Linked DNA regions of Cricetulus griseus: region 2 is linked to region 1. Evidence: chromatin contacts called from public Hi-C data. All regions are on one chromosome and are shown on one strand. Each heading gives the region's core, a stretch centred on a gene start, on an enhancer-like site or on the middle of the called end of the contact. The rest is flanking DNA. Distances are from core to core; before and after follow the strand shown.

The links. A called contact is a pair of places that touch in the nucleus more often than the background predicts.
Region 2: a Hi-C map of the CHO-K1 cell line shows a contact between it and region 1, with 7 times the contacts expected there. The contact joins two enhancer-like sites. A contact is called at or near these places in 3 of 8 Hi-C or Micro-C datasets (the CHO-K1 cell line and fibroblasts).

Annotation. Positions count from the first base shown.
Region 1 is chr6:109,954,222-109,960,504 of CriGri-PICRH-1.0, forward strand. All of the region lies in intron 8 of Cobll1 (cordon-bleu protein-like 1), which reads left to right. Among named protein-coding and RNA genes, the nearest start is that of Grb14, 99 kb to the right of the region's middle. Within about 2 kb of position 2,485, at least 2 of the 6 cell types and tissues checked have open chromatin away from gene starts, as enhancers often do. A contact at or near this core is called in the CHO-K1 cell line and fibroblasts, where this site is marked.
Region 2 is chr6:110,109,816-110,116,179 of CriGri-PICRH-1.0, forward strand. All of the region lies in intron 2 of Grb14 (growth factor receptor-bound protein 14), which reads left to right. Among named protein-coding and RNA genes, the nearest start is that of Grb14, 57 kb to the left of the region's middle. Within about 2 kb of position 5,011, at least 2 of the 6 cell types and tissues checked have open chromatin away from gene starts, as enhancers often do. A contact at or near this core is called in the CHO-K1 cell line and fibroblasts, where this site is marked.

The sequences.
Region 1 (6,283 bases), core at 1,235-3,734:
GAATAACCACATGCATCTGTTATGTTCCATTCTTGGGTTTCTAACCGTTGGTATCTTCAGAGATTCTCCAGGGGACATCCTGGTGTTTACTTGATCTATCAGTGTTGTTTTTTAAAAACAAACCCTTTACTGGAATATGCTGCTGTTTTACTCATATTGTCTATCCAGAGGGGATGTTCTACGTAAAGCTTTATCAATTTACAAAAAAAAAAATACTCATTTTAGTACAGGTGTGTGCTGTATGTGGCATGTGGAAGTGAGAGAACAATGTGTGTGTATTCTATCCTTCCAGCATGTCAGCTCCGGGGATCGAACCTGGGTCATCAGGCTTGGTGGAAGGCCCCTGCCCCTTTACCAGCTAAGCCATCTCACCAGACCACCTCAATTTAAAATAAAGATCTTTAACATTAAAGTTTCCCTCAATATATCTTTTTCTGTGAGATCCATTTGTCTTAAAATATCTATACTTCCCTTGCTTTATTCAGGTGGAGCATAAGTGAGATTTAGGTAAATGTAATAGAACATAACGCCATCTACTTTATTGTTCATAGTCAGGTGGAGTAATTTAAGGGACATTGATGGTAAAAATGTATTTTGAGTTACTTACACCCCAAGTGGTGTTCCAGTATTGAAGCTGAAGGATGTTATCCCATTTTTGGGTGGTGAGCAACCAGAGAAATGAACTCTTTAGAAACTAAGTATTTTCTTATCTACGTTAATGTTGTGGTATAAAAATTTTCATCTTACAAAACATAAGGGTAGTTACTCCCGCTCCCCCCAAGTCATTTGCTGACAAAACTTGCAGGGTATCTGTTCTGTAGTTGGACAGTGGTTCTCAGAAAAGGAGATCTTTGTGTTTAGTCATAAATGTGTGTGGGAAGGAGTACAATAGTTGGGTGAAAAACTCCACTCGGATTCCAGAATGTCAAGGATAAGGCATGCTTAGGCCTGAGCAAGGGTCAGACTGGCAACTATACAAGGAAGACAGGACAAGGCTGGTCCTAAAGGCTTCTTTTTGTGTTACAGCCCCTTTCTACTACTTAATAGGAACAAGAACCTTTGGAAGATTACTTTCCATTTTAATTACCTTAAAACTGAACTATAGTAATATAAACTATTATATGCTCATGTAGTTACCAAAGTCTTCTTGCCTTTGTATAGAAGTTACATCTATTACAGCTGTCTTTGTGCAAGCCATCCCAGTAGCTTTGTGTGCTTTGATTCTCAGGGAGTCTGGATCATCTAATGTCTGCCTCTTACATGTCTGAGCTGTGTCACCAGCAACCTCATGGAAAGCTGGTTCTTTTGATTCTCATCCTCCACTCTGTGACCACTTGGTGCCCTGTGTTAAGTAAATTTTTTTTTGTATATTGCCTTTGGCAAATTACACATCTTTATGCAATTTTCTGATTATTTCATCGTTTGATCTGGACATCTGGATAGTTCTTTGATGTATTGTTCAACAGGAACCAGAATTATTTGTTTTTCCCTAGAGAAGCTGAAGAACCATTTTTTGTTTATTCATTACCGAAATACTTAATGATTAGGCTGGGGGTTATGTTTGTTTGTGTCTGTTCATGTACACACATGAACTCATGCCTTACTAGGCATTCTCAGCACTTAGACTCATGGATAGATTTTTATGTGACTAATCATCCTCCATTTAACTCTTCTTTCATCTTCATAGTCTCCTTATAACTTAGGAGTGTGTGTGTGTGTGTGTGTGTGTGTGTGTGTGTGTGTGTCTTGTCTATCCTGCTTTTAAGTACTACTGTTACTTTCTTTATTCATTACCTGTTTTCTGTACTGGCCATACCTGAATCTATGGTCTTAAGGTCTTAAGTCCACTTACTCAACTCTTGAAGAAAGGTATTTATTTTGTTGTTGTTGTTGTTGAATTTGTGAGATGAACTCAACTGTAGTGGTTTGAATAATGCTCCTCTCAGAGTTGTATTCAGGTCCTAATGTAACCAGGGTACAACTTCTAAGGTTTGGAATCCACTGAATGGCTCCTGGCATCAATTTTTTTTAGGCCCCTGGCTCCTCACCTTGTCCCCATTGTTCTTGTTTAGAAACCTACCTACAGTTTCTCCTCACAGTGCCTTCTGGGAATAAGAATTCCACTTTTCTGGAAGCCTGCTTCCATTTTGCTTGTCTACATATGTCCCTCTAACTGTTTTTCATTAAGCCCTAATGCTTATAAATATGACTTGCCTTAGAAATAGAGGGTGTGCATATGGATTTCAGTTTGGAGGTACCACCATCTTATTTTAAGTTGAGCCCAAATACAAAGGCTAGGATCCATTTTAGATGATTTGACACAGCATGGAGACAGAAGAAAAGGCCATGTGCACACCCAGGCCAAGCTGGGTGTTCTGCCATAAGGAACACTGGAAGTCACCAGAGATGACATCAGGAAAGGGCAGGGAGCATGGCTCTCTGCATGCTCTGGTTTCAGACTTCTGGCCTTTAGATTCCTGTTTTAAGCCATTGTGGGTTTTTATAGCATTCCTAGGAAATTACTATGCCGACTTTGTCATTCCAATCTTTATATTCTTGTGGTTAAATTTGAACACGTGAATAACGACTCATCACTGTATGGAAATCAGCACATCTAAATGCAGCCCCATTTTTACTCTGTAGTCAAAAGTCCAAACTCATCTTGGTGTGTGTTTTATAGTTTTCATATCTACTAGAGAGCAGGCTTTCATGTATTCTCATAGTGTCTCCCTCTGCTCAAATCATCTCTAGAAAAATCCAGAGTAGAGAGTCAGAACATGCTTAACTTGTCTTCATATTGCTCTCTGTGGCTGACTGACACATTTGTGTTTCTTATTTACCATTTCCCAAGTCAGAAACTGTTACCAGCCATCATTTTTGGGATCTCAGGTTCATCTATTTACTGATCATAACTTTCCATTTGAAACTCTATTCCTTATCAGTTTCAGGATTCTTTGAACTCTAGGCAGGACATTTGAGTGGTTATGCTTATGTGAAGTCTCGCTTCTGATCCTTTCATAATGGAGTATGGCTGCCTCTGTCCTCTGTATCACCCTTCCCCACAGAATTGGTTCCTGATGAAGAATGCTCTACAGAGAAAAATCACTTTCTCTGAATCGGTCTTGTGTGTTTTGATTCGTGTGTGCCTATTGCTAGGATTCTTATATAAATTATAATGAATTCTTGAGTTGATGTTTATATTCAAGTATTCATGAAGTTCAGCAGAACATATCTGCTTGTGAATGAATGTTATTTATTTTGTTGCTATTTTGTTTTAAATTTTAAATAAAAATATAAATTGTAATGACATATACATCTACTTGAACAATTTAGTTGAATTTTTAACAAATGTTATGTTTCTAGTCATTGAAAGTAATAGCAATGAAATATGCAAACATAACTGAAAGAAAAAAAATATGTATGACCAAAACTGCTATTGCTTGTGATGCAGCATAAACCACAAGGGTGCGCTGTTTAACAGAAGTACAGCACTCCAATTTTTCCATTTTTACCCCCTTTAACACATCTTTAAAAAAGAAGAAAGAAAATGTTGAAATGGTTATGTTATGTTAGAAAACCTTATTTTGTTTGGTAAAGTGACAGAAAAGTGAACTAGAAATATGAGTATTAGTAATGCATGAAAAACATTTATAATGAACAACATTTTCATTTTAACCTTTGGTTCATTTTGGTCACCTTTTAAGTAGTCACTGGTCCAGTGGTCACCTTTGTTAATCAATACTTACTCTAAATGTGTCTGTTTTTGAATAAAAGTATTAACTACATCTCTTCTACTTTTTGGCTCTCCATATTTAATAATTTGCCTCATTCTTCCAGGACATTTCTCAACATTGGCAAATTGAGGTACTTGGATAGTGATTCTGGAACAAACACTGGGATTATTCACATAGCTGACTGTTGATTTTTCAGTATAATTTTGACAGTTGCTTGTGCTCTTCCCAAAAGTGTTCATTAAACCAACTTAACAAAATACCCTATCCTAACCTTTGTGGGATTTCTGATGGAACAGGCCATCTAAAGAATAAGTTTTACTGTCATTCCATTTAAGTCAGGGCTATCATGTCTTTTTTCATGTACATAAATTTTCTGTACACTTTGGCATGATTTTCAGCCCCATGTCATTTTCTCTATAAAAGAATGTATTGCATTCTATGAAAATGTTCATTTCAAAATGAATTTCCAATTGGAAAATTTCTAGCAGTTTTTCCTGAAACGTTTCAGAACATTTTCTTAAGCATTTTCTCCCCAGTGATTTGAAATGTCATTTGTGTTACAAGGTATATGGTATTCATCTTTTGTTGTTATATGTATGGACAGTTAAAATGGTATTCCTTTGTATAACCATATACAGACAGATTGTCAAACACAGTGGCATTGACTTAAAACTAATACAGAATTTTGGAATTAAAGCTAAGTATAGGAATCCAATTCTTATACTCAGTTGTTGTCTATTGAAAACACATTTAACAAAACCAGTAGGCAGAGGATGGATGGCCTTGCCTTTTAGGCCAGTTAACCTCTTAGGCTTATTTATGTTTCGAGTGGAGGTAGAAGAGTTAAAAAGAAATGGTTAGAAAACTTCACCCACAGAATTCTCAAAACCTGTGGAGAATTTTTCACTTGCATATTTGGTGTAGTCTTACTGCTTAGAATCCTGGGCATACAACGACGAATAGCTTTTCCCCTGGCCACTAGCATGGTGTTTGACCTCCTTTGGGATAGGGTTGTGGCTGAAAGCACAGTAAAGGAATAATCCCTTCTGGGCATTTCATTTGGTCTCAATTTGCATGCTGCTACAGAAAACATTCAAATATTGAGAAACTGAAACTCCTTGCCATCTACTATTATGCAAGTGAAATTTAATACCCAGAGTATTAGTTTTAAATAGCTGACTAAATATTTTAGGAATGCTTTGCATTCCTCTTTTACCCAGTTTTATCTTTTTCCTACATAGTGTAGTTTAAAAGCAGATGATATACTAATGAAGTAAGTAAACATCTATTTGTATTTTACTTGGTAAATTTTAATTCTAGTTTTCTTTTCTTTCTTTCTTTCTTTCTTTTTTTTTTTTTGTTTTTTTTTGTTTTTCGAGACAGGGTTTCTCTGTGTACCTTTGGAGCCTATCCTGGCACTGGCTCTGGAGACCAGGCTGGCCTCGAACTCACAGAGATCTGCCTGCCTCTGCCTCACTAGTGCTGGGATTAAAGGCGTGCGCCATCAACGCCCGGCTAATTATTTTATGCAGAGTAATTAAGGTTGTATTTCCCTGTTGTAATAGATTGTGTATTTGTATTTATTAAGAAATATTTCTCTTTCTGCTTTTTTTTTTTTTTGGTCCAGGTTATCACATACACTTTATTTTCCCCTCCACTCTCCTTCTTGTATTTATTGTATGAAAAGTGGACCCCACACATAGTTCTGCAGTTGCCTAGGAACAGTGGTTGCCATGGCATTTGCAGCTTGATATACAGAGTACATCTGGCTACACTTCTAAAACTATGAGTGGGTTAACTCATCTGAAAAATATACTATCACAATATAATACTTAATCTTTGCCAGATATAACACACATTATTTTGTTATAATTTTCCTAAGATTTATTAACAAATCAGCCACTAAAATAAAGCCTACAGTGCCTGCTTATGAATTTATTTTTAATATGCCAAGCAAAGTTCTAAGAACAGCATTCAATTAATTACACAAAAGCACCCTGTTAGTACTTCCAATCCTGCTTCAACCTAAAAGCAAAGGGATCTGCTAGTTATAAAGTTTTCAACTCTAAAGAAAAATAATATTCAAAGAACAAGAGATTGACCATTCCACAATTCTCTTCTTGTCTGTCAAGGAGAAAACACCTGGATTTGCCTTAAGCTTCACACTAAGTTCATAGCAGAACACTCAAGTCAGAAGTCCGAGCTTTGCTCAGCTGCTCTCCAATTGTGTTGCTTGAGTAGACTTGTCTTTCTCTGGCAATCCCCATGCATCAACAGAAGGCACAGACAGAACATAGCCATGGCTATAAGTCTGTAGGGAGGGCACATGGGTAAAGCTTGCTCGACAGCTTTGACATCCTGTCTAGGTATAATTGAAATGTCCTTCAGTTTCTTTGGGGGGTTGCTTCCCTCTGGCATAGGTTCTAATCTAAGTTACTCTGCTAAGTGTTTTGTCTTCTCCTCACGTGTCCCTAGAAACATGTCTGTCCAGTTTGTTATGATTCCAGGGAACCATGGTAACCATTTCTTCCTCTTTACTTTGAATGCCA
Region 2 (6,364 bases), core at 3,761-6,260, 160 kb after region 1:
CACCCCAGAGAAACTTATAGCGGGGGCAGGGTGAAGCAGGGTGTTTATAGTTGTACCAACTCAGAATAAAGACTCCCTCTGCTGGTTCTTTCTATGTTTGCATATTTTCTGACAAAAAGAAAGAAAGAAAAAGAAAAGAAAAAGCAAACAAGTCCCTGGCATTTCAAAAGCTAGGTGCTTTGTGGCCTACATTGCATTTATATTCTAGTGTAGTGTGTAGCTAGTTAACACGCTTACACCACATTTCACATAGCAGTAGCCATTTAAAGAGGCATGGACAGTGGGCTAGCCATGGGAGAAGAATTCAGCAGGAGCCTACATGGATTCCATGGCTCTGCCAGGCATCAGGTGCTGAGCAAGAGCTGTAGCAGTGACTTCTTTTCTAAAGCTAGGGGGTTTTGTTAGTTATTCAGCCTGAATTCTAACATTATTATCTTATTAATCTGACAATATTGATTCTGTTTTCTAAGCAGGAATATGCACACTTTGTATTTCACACTGATTACATGAGAAATGTTTAAAAGTTTAACAGAAGCCAGAATTACGGCAGGGACATAAATCAGTTGTTCCTAGATTTGTCACAGCATGGGTATATTAGGATCTGGAATTGATTTTTTGTGCTATTTTAAGTGTATAGAGTAACATATAAATATCACAGAAAGACTGTGACTTGTCATTGTCTAGTTGGCACTGTATATTTCATAAAAATATTACTTTGTGTATCTCCAGTAAAAATACTATAGTTCTTGTATGATAGGCTTCATGTGAGTTTCTCAGACATTAAATTATAAAAATATTTCAAAAATCAATGAAGACCAATAATTCCTAACAGTTGACACCCCATGTCTCAATAAATGCAATAGTTAGATGTGTCCTGTCTGCATTCTCCTGTAGTACCCTTCTCTCTCTAAATTATTTCCTGTCCACTCTTCTCCATTTGTCTTTTCTCACTGTGTGAACTGACTTTGAACTTTTTCATTTACACACTCAGTAGTTATTCTGGGAATAAATAGTTAATTAAAAAACAAAAGGAGATAGCCGGATAACACTGTGCCCACCATGAGCTTGACCAGTGGGTTCTTCTTTAAGTATGACTAAGTGTTAGCAGCTGTGAAGATTTGTACCTTAGTCCTAGATGAAATACATGTGTTTAAAACAGACTATTAGGTGGGGAAAACCTAATAGTTTTCCCGAACTAGTGAGAGATCACTGACTCCAGTCTCCAAACGGAGAGCCTGAATAAAACTGAACTAGACTCCCTTAATATAGGCGACAATAGTGCAGCCAAGACAATATGTGAGGACAGTGGCAGTGGGTCCAAGATCTAACACTAATGCACAAACTAACTTAGTGGAGCCCATTTTATGTGGAGAGATACCTTGTTCAGCCTAGACAGAGGGGTGTAGGTGTGGAGAGGTGTCTTGGTCCTGTCTCAAAGCAATGATGGGGCAGACTTAGTAGACTTCCTAGGGGATGCCTTACCCTCTCTGTGGAACAGATGGGAGGTGGGGTTGGGGAGGGAGTGTGGGAAGTGGGAGAAGAGGGAGGGAGAATTGGGATTGGAATGTAAAAAAGAAATTAATTAAAAATGTAAAAAAAAAAAAACCAAACTGCTCAGAGACATGTCTTGGATGAAGTCATTGGGCACTTAGTATGGGATTTGTGACTTAACTCTATAACACACATTAGATTCAAATGCATAGAAATGTAGTGTGTAGGTGTGTGCATATGTATGTGGAAGTAGCTTAGGTTGGAAGCCTAGCTGTGAGCCAGGTCTCATATGTGGCAATTTGGAATCTCTTTCCAGGTCAACTTTAGGACATGTCCACTATTGAGGCTGCACTAGGCCATTTTCACCAATGCAGGAAGGTGAACTAATTTGGTATATTCTAAATATTCTCCCAGTGCATTCTGGGTCTGCTTGTAGAACTAGATCCCTGGTTTTGCAGGTTCGTGAGTCTTGAGTCTGCTGTCTTTGTTCAGGCACTCCTGCTAACTGTCCAAATGAAGCAGAACAGCAAACAAATAACTGCTAAGCCAGCATTCCCACACAGGAAACTCGTTGGCCATTCATCCTGAGGCGGTCTTAAGAGGAAAAAGGTTAGGGATGAACTTTAAGACCCCAGGTCAATAGGACTTTGAGAGACCTTCCTACCCAAACTCAGATCTTCCAAATGTGAGTAAAAGGTCCAGGGCAGATCTTCTTTTTGTAGCTAAAGACTTTCCCTGATGATTTCATCACCATGAGGCTAATCAACAGTCTATTGTCTTGCCACTCTCAACCAAAGCCATGCAAAAACTTGTATTTTAAACCTTATTATTATATTCCCAGCTGGTTTGGAGAGTTGTCTTCTTTTTTGGATGTTGTAAACATGGTCCTTCATTGTGGTAGTACCAAGAGAAAGAGGTACCCAGTGGGTCTTTCCCTCTGTGGTCTGCTGGCAAGGGTGAAGCTTCACTAGTCCTGTGAAGGCAGCCCTAGTCTCTGCACTTTGGATTTTTTTCTGAAAAAGTATTAATTACCATTATTGTTATATTTGCTTTTTTCTTTCTCAGTATCTTTTCTCATAATATTTGCTCCACCCAGGTTTTTCCCTATGTGTTTTAACTTTTCACACAACCCCAAATATGACAACACACCACCACAATCCCCTGGTTGGACTTTGTTCAGCTGAGAAAAGCCATGAAAACTTGCTAATATTTTCTCTTTGGTCTTCATGTGTGGTTTCAAACTTGAGGGCTTGATACTGCTGCTGTGCAATCCCCAATGTCTCACATGGGGCTATAGACAATGACTCCATTCACTATGGAATAACTGTTTCAATTGTGCACTGTGAGCCCTGTGTTCCACTAGCTGCTGGAGAGGTCGTAGGAGGCAGCTATAACTCTGATGTCATGTGGCGTTCTGAGTAGCAAGGAGCTTGGGTATTGATGGCATAGGTACACCAGACCTGGAGTAGACACTCTGGCCCTAAAGTGGAAAGGCCATTGAAACCTCCATCATAGTAATAGTGGTATGTTTGAGATATTAGGGAAGATGTTCATATAGTAGGGAGATGGTTCGTATATTACCTGTAGTACGTGTACTAGTGCAATGGTCCTGTGTTCTGGAAAGAGCGTGGCTCTTGTAAGAAATGGAGGGGGATAAAGGATGGTTGGAGTCAGGGAGGCAGGAGCAGATTATGTGGAATGAGGCCGACATGCAGAGGCAGTGGATGGGGTGGATCATGCAATGTCAGTTCCTGAAAGTTAATATTAGTGACACTTACCTGTTTTGAATTACTCTAGTTAAAAATGCACAGTTTGTGCTTAGGTGTAATACTTGTTAAATATTTCCCTCAAATTTAAGACTTTATTTTGTGGTGTCTCTGAGCCATGTCCTCCTTTGTCCTCATTTGCTCTCCGTGTTTCAACTAGGAGAAGAGTGCAGTAGAGACACAAGAAAGCAACAGTGTTTCTTGAATGGGGGTGGCATTTTAGAGATCCAGTGTTTGAAAACAAGATATGGAATAAGAACTAATGAATTCATTATTCCCATACCCTTAAGCAAATATGCAGGCTTGTTTAATTCAAAATCCCCCCACTGTCTCCTCTTATCTCGGGCCACAGCATTCCTTATTTAGAAGAATGTGAAGATTTGAGGCTGCTCTGACCTTGCTATAAAAATACATTTAAGTACATTTCCTATCTGTTAAAAAAACAACAAGGAATCTCGAACCATTAGAAGATGTTTTGTAATCTAACTTTAGTTGGTGATAAACTGGAAGAATTTTAGAAACAAAATAAGTTCCACTTTGGAGCTGAGTTCAGGGAACCATTCTGTAGAGTCTTCCTCTTAACTTTAATTTTCTACTAATTGCATGCTAATGATAGATGCAATTAGTACATAGGATAAAATAGTGAAGCTTTCTGCTTAAAATTTTTAAATTTTAGTTGTTGTAAGATTCATTTCTATTATTTTAAATTCAATATTAGTTAACAGTACCCGAGCTCAAATTTTTCCTAAAATAGAAACTTCAGCACAAGAGAAATCCGGTTACAGCAATGCCCAGACATCATTCCTCCATGTTTGCCATTTTTTCTTTCTCTTACTCCATTCTATTGATTTTTATTTTTACTGGTTAATCCTCCCTACCCCTACTGAATGACAAGCCCTGTACCACCCTCTGAAGAAGCAAAAGACAATGGGGGCAGAACTCTGGGGCATTTATCAGTTTCCCATGATGTCAGTTTCGAAAGCCCTTCTAAAATACTCAATCCAATCAACAATCCTGACCCATTCCCACTGCTCTTGAGTGTGTGCAGCTTGAAAGGGACTGGGAATCCCCTTAGCATCCATTGCTGTGGGCAGCAATGGGGACAAGGAAGGGCCTTGCTTAGCGTCTGCTCTGTTTTCCAAGGGCTTCTCCATTAATCTATTCTTAGAATCAAATTCCAGGTGATTTCACAGAAATCTGCAGAGAACTCTGAGAGCAAGGTAGTGTGTATTGTCCTCACTCTCAGACTCTGTCTTGATTTTAGTTTTTTTAGACACAACTTTTAGCTTCTATTTGAAGTGTTTTGTCTCTTTAAGTCTAGGGCTCTCAAACATTGGTCTGAAGTGAACCATTTTTTGTTTGTTTGTTGCTGTTGTTGTGTCTCCTATTTAAATGAATAGGTAGGTTTTGAAATCTCTTTCCTCTGCTTTACATGGAAGAAAGGGAATTGATGGATCAAGGGTTTAAATATATGCTCTAGGATATGCCTGTAAATGAATGCACTCACCCCATTACAGACTGTGTCTCTGCAAAGGCTATGTCATGTGACCAGTGATTTCTCATGCTTCAGGCATGTGCTGCTGGAGCAAATTTTGAAGCTGTAACCTGCTCTGAAGGCTGCAATGGTTCAGCTTGTTCAGTTTGTTGGTCATCCGTTCACACTGAAGGATTTCTCATCGTAGCCATTGCATACACCTTGGCTTCCCTGGAGTAGTCTGTTTATGCTAGAGAGATGCTATAAACAGACAACTCAGAGGGATGAGTCACTTGTTACTCAGCTGTCCAACTATTGCTGAAGCCAGTTGGTCCCTATTCTTTGGATCCAAGGAGAATCTCTCTCTCTCTCTCTCTCTCTCTCTCTCTCTCTCTCTCTCTCTCTCTCTCCCTCTCTCTCTCCCTCTCTCTCGTACAATTTCAAATGACATTAGTATTCTCACCCTATTTTCTTCACACTATAAAATAAGCTGGGAGTTTGGGACACTTAATTAGAAATGTATGACAGTCCTTTATTAAATAGCATGATTATATAAGATTTAGCCCTTTTTAGCTTTCAGCTGTAGAGGAAAGAGGATACTAATATTACGGTCTAAGGGAACTGAAGAACAGTGTGCTGTTTGTTTTCCCACATCCTGAACAGCCCAAGCTTGGGCTTTACACACAGTAGTCCTGGGGCTTCTGTGGCTTCTGTGGCTTCTGTGCAGAGCTCATTTCTTTCCTTAGATAGGAAGGTTTTTGTGTAGTGATGTTTCTGCAAGATGCTAACTGCACTTGAGGGCTGAGGCTTAGTTATCTTTCTCTTGTCACATATTTAAAGGAGACAGATAGACACAGGACAGAATATTCTCTTCCTGGACTAGTAGTTTGAAAAATGTTCTATTACTGAGTGGATTCCAGAGAACCCAGGGATATGCTGAAGAGAAATGCTAACCTAGATAAAATCTTACCACGTACACACACACACACACACACACACACACACACACACACACACCATGCAAACATATAAATGCACACATACCAACATAAGCCCCACAGGTGTGCATGTACACACATACCACATATACAGCATATATACACACACACATACCACACAAGCATATTCACACATGTACATACATACCACTCATATACACATGTGCACACACATACCAAGCACATATATATGCACATAGTACATATATACAGAAGTGTATATTTGAAAAACATCAGCATTAACATCAGCATTAAATAAGTCTTCATTTTTCAAAATCAGGCTTTGAAATGGAGTCCAAACTGAAGTATTGTTTCTTTTCAGTACATTTTTTTAAAAAATCAATAACACTTACTCCATAGATTTCAGTTGCCTTTGGAGCCAAGTTCAAGAAAAGTTTCTGTTGGCTTTGCTTCTTCAATTTAATTTACTGGTACTTACATGCTAGTGATGGATATAATTGACAGGTATAATAAAATATTATGAGGCTCTTAGTTTACATATCTCAATTCTTGTTAATCTTCAACATTTGTAACAATAGAGGCTGCATGAAGCAGTGGGGTTTCCTGGATGGGTGGTTAAGCTTTTTGCTTCCCAGCCTTCTATCCTGCTCTTGCTTTGCTTTCCTTGCCCTCAT